2 separate regions of the Triticum aestivum genome follow, and region 1 is linked to region 2. A link is a contact called in public HiCAR-type data. All regions are on one chromosome and are shown on one strand. Each heading gives the region's core, a stretch centred on a gene start, on an enhancer-like site or on the middle of the called end of the contact. The rest is flanking DNA. Distances are from core to core; before and after follow the strand shown. Region 1 holds the start of LOC123159144 (putative anthocyanidin reductase). Region 2 holds the start of LOC123161539.

What was found. HiCAR-type assays count read pairs that join an accessible place to other places.
Region 1: a HiCAR-type map of leaf shows a contact between it and region 2, with 4 times the contacts expected there. The contact joins the promoter of LOC123159144 here to the promoter of LOC123161539 in region 2. A contact is called at or near these places in 3 of 5 Hi-C or Micro-C datasets (leaf and an unstated tissue) and 1 of 1 datasets of contacts at active chromatin or transcription factors (leaf).

The regions. Positions count from the first base shown.
Region 1 is chr7B:687,924,644-687,929,502 of IWGSC CS RefSeq v2.1, forward strand. LOC123159144 (putative anthocyanidin reductase) reads left to right here and starts at 2,937. Exons shown (of 5, transcript XM_044576962.1): 1 at 2,937-3,246; 2 at 3,370-3,548; 3 at 3,933-4,157; 4 at 4,312-4,691. The coding sequence starts at 3,102. It also overlaps the pseudogene LOC123159145.
Region 2 is chr7B:687,722,304-687,727,365 of IWGSC CS RefSeq v2.1, forward strand. LOC123161539 reads right to left here and starts at 3,603. Exons shown (of 1, transcript XM_044579352.1): 1 at 2,960-3,603. The coding sequence starts at 3,510. The coding sequence ends at 3,271.

The DNA.
Region 1 (4,859 bases), core at 1,687-4,186, 200 kb after region 2:
CAACGTTGCGCTACCTGCCCGCTCACCACGACCCGCGCCATAGCCACCAGTGGAGGAGGCATGAGGGCCCAGCCTCCGCCGACTCCAGCTGGGCTTCGCCCGGCGGCGGCCTTTGTCAGTGGCGTGGAAAGGGGGAGGCTAGGAGGAGGTGCGGGCGGCGGTGGCTAGGGTTTCGCCCAGCTGCCCGCGGGAGCGACTAGGGTGATCTGTTTTCCGTCCATACGTCTCACACGGCGACTTCGATGCATTGTCTATTACGAATAGGAAATGATGGTCTTCTCACAATCTTATATCTTTTGGTCGTGTACTTTGGTTTATTGTGTTTTATCTATATAAAACGGGACGAGAACCTGTTTGAAAGAGATCAACTCTACCACAAAACCAGTCAACCCACTGGTGAAGATAGGAAGAAATATATTTTTATTCCTTATGGCTTGGTCTTTTTCTCGTGGCCTTTGTCCTTGTTTTCCAAAAGAAAAGCAAACACACAAGTTATTCTTCTCTCTCGCGGTCAACAGTCAAACCCCTCTTCCCTCATGGCCTTCTCCGTCGCGGCATAAAAATGGCCAAGAAGTGCCGGAAGCGCCGGCCCAGCTCCTCTTCCTCGCTTCACCTCACCTCAGGTTCATCTCGACCCCGTCAGGCGGCAGCAATGGCGGAAGAGGGGAACAGCGCGGGCCGGCGCGGCGTCCGGGTGTGCGTCACCGGTGGAGCCGGGTTCATCGGCTCCTGGCTCGTCAGGAAGCTGCTCCAGGCAGGCTACACCGTCCACGCCACCCTGCGGAGCGTCGGTACGCCGGTGATGTGATTTGTAGCTGCGATTCGTCGACTCTGGCGCCGCCGGGCTGATCCGATCTGGTTCTTGTGGCAGGGGACGATGGGAAAGCGGGGCTGCTGCGGCGGCTTGTCCCCGGCGGCGCGCCGCCGGAGCGGCTGGTTCTCTTCGAGGCCAACCTCTACGACGCCGCCAGCTTCGCACCGGCCATCGCCGGCTGCCAGTTCGTCTTCCTCGTCGCCACCCCCTTCGCGCACGAGGCCGCCGCCTCCAAGGTCAGTCAGTCAAACTGAAACTGAAACTCAATCTCAAACTCACATCCCGCGATTCGATCTCAAACTGAGAGAGGCTTGTAGCGTGGATAGATACGATTGATCTGCAGCTGAATCATCCGGGATTTGAGGTTAATGCTTTACATGTAAGAGCGGGCGAAAGCCTCTTTCGTGAGCATACGTCTGTGTACAAATACAGTTTCAGAATTCAGAATACAACTAGTCGATGTTGATCGGGTCATTTTAGTACCATTTTGGCTGGCAGTACAAGACTTCGGCAGAAGCCGCCGTGGACGCGGTGCGCGTCATCCTCCGCTATGCGCGGAATCTAAGACGGTGAAGCGCGTCATCCACACCGCATCGGTGTCGGCCGCTTCGCCGCTGACAAAGTCTTCCGCCGACGCCTCTGCGGTGTACAGGGATTTCATCTCTGAATCTTGTTGGACTCCGCTGGAAGTCGATTACCCTCTTCGTAACGCGCACTTTGATGTAAGTAGTAGTGATCTTGTCCTTCAAACTATAATGGATTCATGATCTGTACATCAGATGCAAAATGCCAATCTTAGCACCTACAGAAGAACAAATTCATACCAACATCATCATGGAGATAGTGTTGGGTACTCATCTGCAGAAGTACATAGAGTCAAAGGTCCTGTCAGAGAAGGAGCTCCTGAGCTACAACGATGGCAAGAGCCCGGCGTTCGAAGTGGTCACCCTTCCCTTGGTGTGCAGGGCAAGTGATCATAGTATGCTGTTTAACTGTTCATCATTTTACAGTAGCACATGTACCAAAAGAAGTAAAACGACGCATAAATAACAGCATGTACCAAAAGAAGTAAAACTATACATAAATAACAGAGAGGTTTTGTTATTATTTACTGGCAGCTTAAGGTTAGTTTGTTCTTCGACTTCTGCTCTGGAAATCGGTATCATCGCTGAAATCTTAGGATTTTTCTTGTAATCTAATGCACGAGTTAAACGCACAAAGGAAACATTCTTTATCATGGCAAAAAACTAGTATTAACCAACACATTTACCAAAAGCCATGCTCATCTTCAACTTGTTTGTACCCGAAAAACGGAAAGCCCTGTGTACAAAAAAAAAAAAAAACAGGAAACAGAGGCCCATGCAATACTCCCAACTCAGGACCAAAGTACCAAGGTCCTTTCTTCAGTCAAAGGGAGTAGTACTGAAGTAACAAGCATACACGTCAGACAAAAATGCAATGGGTAATTTTTTAAGGAAATGATGAACTGCATTCCTGTCAGATAAAAGAATTCCTTCACTCAAAGAGCATCACCAAGGCTGAACAACGCCATCCGTAGTAGTAATGATACTAGCATAATAGACACATGCTCCATAGATCAGAACATTGCCTATCTGAAGGCAAATTTGGGCAAAAGGAAGGAACACGACAAATCATTATAACAGCATGCTACATCGGAAGTGGAGTACTGGCTTCAACTCTTACCGGCTCTCTTCTAGCAGAAGTGGAGGCGCCCAATATCTAGTTTGGACGGGTCGGTCATCGTCGCGGCGGTGACCTAGGTGTCTGATGGTGGTGCTGGCGAGTTCGCGAGCGAAAGCTTCATACTGTATCTTAACTTTTTATATTTGCTTTGTAACAAAGTTTCCTCACTACATTCCCTCTATATCGAAATACTTGTCGCTGGAGTATAGTTGTCTGAAGCGACAACTATTTCGGTACAGAGGGAGTATTATGGGGATAACAGCCTGTTTCGAAAGAGAACAACTCAACCACAAAATCAGTCAACCGCTTCACGTAAGAAAAGAGGAAAAATATACTATTTTATTCTTTATATTACGGCTTGGTCCTATTATTTTTCCAGGCCTCTCACCATTTTCTCCTTGTTTTTCCAAAAGAGAAGCGAAGTTATTCTTCTCTCTCGCGGTCAACAGTCAAACCGCCTTGCCCCTCACGGTCATCTCTCCCGCGGTATAAAAATGGCCAAGAACCGCCGGAAGCAGCAGCCCAGCTCCTCCTCCTCACTTCACAGCAGGTTCATCTCCACCCCGTCAGTCAGGCGGCAGCAATGGCGGAAGAGGGGAACGGCGCGGGCAGCGGCGGGCGCGGCGTCCCGGTGTGCGTCACCGGCGGCGCCGGGTTCATCGGCTCCTGGCTCGTCAGGAAGCTGCTGGAGGCAGGCTACACCGTCCACGCCACCCTGCGGAGCGTCGGTACGCGCATTCCACTAATTAACTCGCCGTAGGTCATATGGCTTGTGGCCGCGTGTCTGATTCGCCGGCTCTGGCGCCGCCGGGCTTATCCGATCTGGTTGGTGTGGTTGTGGTTGGCTGCAGCGGACGAGGGGAAAGCGGGGCTGCTGCGGCGGCTCGTCCCCGGCGGCGCGCCGCCGGATCGGCTGGTGCTGTTTGAGGCCGACCTCTACGACGCCGCCAGCTTCGCGCCGGCCATCGCCGGCTGCCAGTTCATCTTCCTCGTCGCCAACCCCTCCGCGCACGGGGCCGCCGCCTCCAAGGTCAGTCAAACTGAAACTGAAATTGGAAATCCCCGCGCTTCGATCTGTCATCAGTGTTTGTAGCGTAGAAAGATTCGATTGATGTCCGGTATCAGTTCTTGATCCGGTTGCTGATCACGAACTGAATCACATGGAATTTCTGAGATCAATCGGGGGGAAAAGCATAGGGCTGTGCACAAATACAGTTTCAGAGTTCAGACTGTTAACTTATTCAGAGTCCACCAGTCGATGCTGATTGAGTCATTTGCAGTGGCGGAGCTTCATGGGGGCCAACCTGGGCGGTGCCCCCCCCCAGCCCAAGAAAAAAACACCTACTACTCATTAGTTTTTCTGTCATATGTTCATTAAAAACAGCCTAAATCTCATAGTTTTGCCCCTCCTTAGTACAAGACTTCGGCGGAAGCCGCCGCGGACGGGGTGCGCGTCATCCTCGGGCTATGCGCGGAATCTAAGACGGTGAAGCGCGTCATCCACACCGCCTCGGTGACGGCCGCTTCGCCTCTAACTAAGTCCTCCAGCGCCGCGGCCGCGGTGTACAGCGATTTCATCTCTGAATCTTGTTGGACTCTGCTGGATGTGGATTACCCTCTTCGGAGCGTGCATTTCGATGTAAGTGGTAGTGTTCTTCTTGTCCTTCAAAGTTCAAACTGAAGCATGGATTCATGATCTGTACATCAGATGCAAAATGCCAATCTTATCACCTACAGATGTATAAATTCATAGCAACATCATCATAGTGACAGTGCTGGGTGCTCATCTGCAGAAGTACATAGAGTCAAAGGTCCTGTCAGAGAAGGAGCTCCTAAGCTACAACGACGGTGAGAGCCCGGCGTTCGAGGTGGTCACCCTGGCGTTGGGCCTTGTCGGGGGCGACACAGTGCTCAGCCACCTCCCAGAGACGGTGGAGAGCATGGTGGCCCCGGTAACCAAGCAAGGGCCCTACTTCATGCTGCCGAGGATCCTGCAGAGGTTGCTGGGCTCGCTGCCGCTGGTGCACGTCGACGACGTCTGCTCCGCGCTCATCTTTTGCATGGAGCAGCCTGCCCTCTCCGGTCGGTTCCTCTGTGCCGCCGCCTACCCGACGATCCACGACATCCTAGACCACTACAGCAGCAAGTACCCCCACCTTGAAGTCCTCAGAGAGTAAGTACCGAGTTCTTCCCCTGCAACAAAGAATTATTATACCCCGGCAAAAAAGAAAAAGGAATTATTATGCATTCCATGGGTTCATCGTCGAGCTTCACATGAAATTCGGCGACATCCATGATCATGTGTTGCGCTGCTGCAATCGGCTGACTTGCTGAATTGGTG
Region 2 (5,062 bases), core at 2,353-4,852:
GGACAGGATCACCTAGTTCTTGATAGTTTTTAGAATCAGCCTCATCACCTGCTTAATGGACGTCCATAAGGTGTTATTGAAAATCATAGAGTTCCTATATTTCCAAATACACCAAAGTACAGCAGCGTTAGCTGTGTTGAGGGCGGAGTGTTTTCTGTTAGCAATCCAGAGTCTGGCCACTGATTCGAAATCAGTCCCAGTATCCACCCCGAAATGATTTGAGACCAGAGGCCAGATCTGTCTAGAGACCACACAGTCAAAAACAAATGCGAGCATGTTTCAGCCTCAGAGCAGAACACACACTCAAGTGGCTTAATAATCTGTCTTTTCCTGAGGTTATCCCTGGTCATTAGTTTGTTGTTGGCAAGGAGCCACAGGAAGACATGAACTTTTGGTGGAATTTTTAGCTTCCACACCGAGGGGATGAAGACTGGTTGCACCCCCCTAAAATTAATCACATGGTAGAGTGAGCTAGTGGAGTAAACTCCCCTGTTCTCTAGCTGCCAGACAAGGGCATCAGTTTCATTGGTAAGGGTCAGGCTGCTAGTTATCTCCACTACCTGATACCACTGTTCCATGAGCCTGCCATCAAAATTCCTTCTAAAAGTGAGCTTAAGTTGCATACCATCCCATACTTCCCTGACACTTTTGGTTTGTTCATTACATATAGAGTAGATAGGTCAGAATTGCACTGCTAAGGGGGAGGTACCAAACCAGGTGTCTTCCCAAAACCTAACTTTTTCACCAGACCCAACCTTCCACCTATAACCAAGTTTCAGTGCTTGGATAATGGTTTTTAGCCCCTTCCAGATTCTGGAGGCACTGGGGGATAGGTTAGGAGCAAAAATGTTAATCTTACCAGACATGTACTTGTGCTCAGTGATCATTTTTCATGGTTTTCCTTCACTCTCATAGTATCTCTTCACCCAGGAACCTAGTAAACACAAGTTGACATCTTGGAGGTTTGGGATTCCCAAGCCTCCAAATTCTTTCTTCATACACACCATCTTCCAGTTGGCTAGATGAAGTTTCCTATGGCCTTCAAAATCATTCCACAAACAGTTGACCATTTGAGAGTTGATCATCTCAATGGCCCATTTAGGGAACTTGAAGAAGGATAAAAGATAGATTGGAATACTGGTCAGGCAAGCCTGGATCAGAATGAGTCTACCTTTATAAGAGAGGAGCTTACCTCTCCAACCAGCAATTCTTTTCATAATTTTATCTATGAGAGGTTGGATATCCTCCTTCCTAAGTTTGTCATGGTGCAGAGGGATGCCAAGGTATTTAATAGGGAAGCACCCCCCTTTACAATCCAGGATAGTAAGAAAATGCATGAAATCAGAGTCTTCCATGTTAATTGGGATCAACTCACTCTTAGAGTAGTTGATCCTCATGCCAGAAACCTGCTCAAAACAAGTGAGGATAGTCTTGAGGTCGGAGGCATGGGTAAGGTCATTATCTAAAAAGAGAAGGGTATCGTCAGCATATTGCAGACAAATAATTCCCCCATTGCAGACTTCAGTACATATTCCAGCAATCAAGTTACAACTAGCTGCTCTGGACAACATCTTGGTCAGCACATGTACTACTAAATTGATGAGTAATGGGGAAATAGGATCCCCTTGTCTGAGCCCTTTACCAGCTAAAATGAAATTACCTTCAGTATTGTTAATTTTGACCCCAACCGAGCCATTATGAGTGATCTGCTGAATCCAATTAATCCAAATATCATCAAAGCCTCTTTTTTTGAGGAGGTCCAGGAGGAAACCAAGGTCTACTTTATCAAAGGCTTTTTCATAATCCAGTTTCAAAACCAAACCTTGTTTTTTCCCAGAATGGACTGAGTGCACTACTTCATGGGCAGTGACCACGCTCTCCAGAATGTATCTGCCTTTGAGGAAGGCAGATTGGTTACTGGCAATCAGCCTCTGGAGGATCCTAGTCAGCCTGTTGGTGAGGACCTTAGTAAAAAATTTAAAACCACAGTTAAGCAAGCTGATGGGTCTAAACTTTTTCATGGAAGTTGCATCAGGTTCCTTAGGGACGAGAGTAAGCATGTCAAAGTTAAGTCTATGTATGTCCAACTCTCCCTTATGAAAATCATTAAACAAGGCTATTAGGTCCACCCTAATCAACTCCCAAAAGTGTTGATAGAAGAAGAAAGGAATCCCATCTGGTCCAGGGGCACCATCAGGGTAGGAGTCTGCTTTCTTTATCTCTTCTTCAGTAAAAGGTGATTCTAGGTTCTCATTCTTTGGAGGTGTGACCAATTCCTCTACAAAGAAAAAGTCAGAGCTCAGTGTGAAGTTTACTAGGTTCCAAAAATAGTTTACTAGCCAGTAATCTATAAAGGCATATAGAGTATACAAGCATCCTGATGAAAGCGAAGGAATGACTGATATGAAATGTCAGGCGAAAATGCTCATATAGTTGTAACATTGCATGCAAATGAAGTGAAGGTTTTGACGATTCTCTACTGATTTATCCCGCTCGGGAAGGTTGGGTTGTGTTCTGTATCCATTGTTGTAGAATACTGAAATCTTGCATTGTTGTAGAATACCGTCTTCCCGGGTATCCTAAATGATTTTACAGGTGATCTCTGAAACTTCTGCATCGAGTATTCATGGAATTTTGCTACTTTAGACCATTTTCGGTGGATATGCGTGCAACATATTCGGTTTGTCCAGTGCAGCTTATCTCGGGTGTTGCTGGAAAAACTCAATAAATCATGGTGAAGGCCATGGAAAACTTGCAGCCAAGAAGCAATTCATGATCTGTTATCCTGTTGTTTACTTCTGAAATAGATACAGTGTTATCAGCCTAGGTACTTTCTGAAATAATCTGCACTGATATATGCCCTACTGGCTTGGTTTAGTCAGAAAGTAACCCGGCTAGACAGTATTACATGCAACATGAGCATTACATGCAGAAATTTCAGTTACTATTTCTGCATCTGAATTCTGAAGGTGCGTGACATACAGTAGAACGGCTGTTGAGATTGGCCTGGATCATCAATACATACATGCTGCAGTTTCAGATATACACATGTACTCCCTCCGTCCGAAGAAACTTGACAAACTTTTTCGGACGGAAGGAGTATAAAACTAGTCTTATCAGGGGTAAAACAACTACACGTCCACTCTACTACAAAGTGGAAGGAAGGGCTACAGACAGCAGATTGGAAGAAAGAAAAAGCCCAGATGACGGAGCAGAGCAGGCGAAAGCGATGGATTGAAAAACGGGCTATCTGCGCCGTGGTGACCTGGATCAGCCGGCGAGGCGCTTCTTCTTGGCCTCGGCCTCGTCGGTGGCCTCCACCTGCTCCTTGGCCGCGCGCAGGTCCGCCTCCGCCGCCTCCTGCTCGCTCCTCGCCGTCGCCTTCCGCCACACGCCCACCACGCTGGCCTTCATGTGCTGCCCCCACTCCTGCACGGACGCCCCGAACGACGCCACGCCTCTCACCGCCGCCGCCGGCGTCTCGCCCTCCTTCCTCCCGTCCCCCTCCATGCTCACCGCCCGAGGTTTGCTACCTAGCTTCTTCTGCCTGCGCTGTTACTACGAGAAGACGAGAGAAGAGGCAGGAGGACAGGAGAGGAAGAGGCGTGCGTGTACGCTGCACTACATAGTCGCCGGTGCGTATGATGCGCTGTCCCGGTACCAGCATCTGGACGCGCCACGTGGGCTCGGGAATATGCTCTGCTGGCGCCCCCTGGGGCCTCCACGTGGACGGCCGACGCGCGCGTGCTTAGTGGCGAAGCAAAGGAGGGCGGCGGCGCGCGCAGCACCCGTGCGCTGCGCCGCCGCCGCACGATCTGCAACGAGCGGCGATGATTCGGTGATGGGAACGAGGCGGCGTGCACCGCGCGGGCGCAGGCGTGTCGGCCGCCCATCATCCATCGCCGTCCGCGTCAGTTACTACCATTGAGTGAAGCCCATGTAGCTGCTGTTCTGGTTCCCTCACTCGCCTGGATATCAACTTCTCGCCTGACCGGCCGGAGCACCGCCGTATATCATCCCGGCGCTACGCGGGCGAGCACACGTTCGTGCTCTCTCGTGTCCATCTTCCGAGCCGGTCCTGGGCACTGACGCGTTCGTTTGTTTCACCCAATCGGCCGGCCGGAGCACCGGCGGTGATGGAAGGGGACAACGGGACCAAGCTGGACGACCTGTGCGAGGAGATCCTCGTCGACAAGATACTCATGCTGCTGCCGCCCAAAGACGTCGGCCGCTGCCGCGCCGTCCGCTCGTCGTGGCGCAGCACCACCTCCATGCCCGAGTTCAAGCTCGATCACCACGGGAGTAAATAGCATAAAACTATTAGTACTTTATGGAGTCCGAGAGAGGGACGCAGACATAGCATAATGGAGGAGATACCGAGCCTCCCGGGTCGAGCGACTCCGGAGGTCCCCGCCGCCACTCTCCGGCCGACCTCCACTAGACCACCCCTCCCCTCGCCGTCGCCGGAGGAGGCCGCCGGGCGAAGCCCCGTGGCGGACGGCGGCGGCGAGGCTGCGTGCAGCCTCCTCTCCAGCCTGCTGCGTTCTCTCCTTCTCCCTCAGATCCAAAATCCTCCCCACGCCTCCTGCTTCCATGCTTGCTTGGCTACGGCTGCCGGCCGTCTAAATGCATCGGCTGCCCCTGCTCTAGCCCCATGGCTGCCGGATGTGGCTGCTGGTCCTTGTGGACGGGGTGCTGACCGGTAAAAATTCGAGCTGACGGCTTGTGTGGACGACTGCTCGGCGCGGCGCTGTGGGGGCGCGGCTGAGTGGCCGGCGGTGGCCGCCGTGGTGGGCCTGCGGGTTCGATGGCGGGGGGTTGCGGGCTCGGGCGTGCTGGCGCGGGGCGTCCTCGTCCTGGGTGCGAGCGGCCCTGGGCGTGTGGCGCGGTCGTGGTGGCGCCCGGTGCTGGTGCGGGCGGCCACGGGCGCGCGTCGAGTCAGGGGAGCTGCGGGGCGAGGTGGAACCGGAGCGACCGGCGCGCCAGCTCCAGATCTGGCAGTGGTCGGAGCTTGCCGAGATCCTCGTCCCCGATCTGGCGATCTTCGAGGCGATCGGTCATG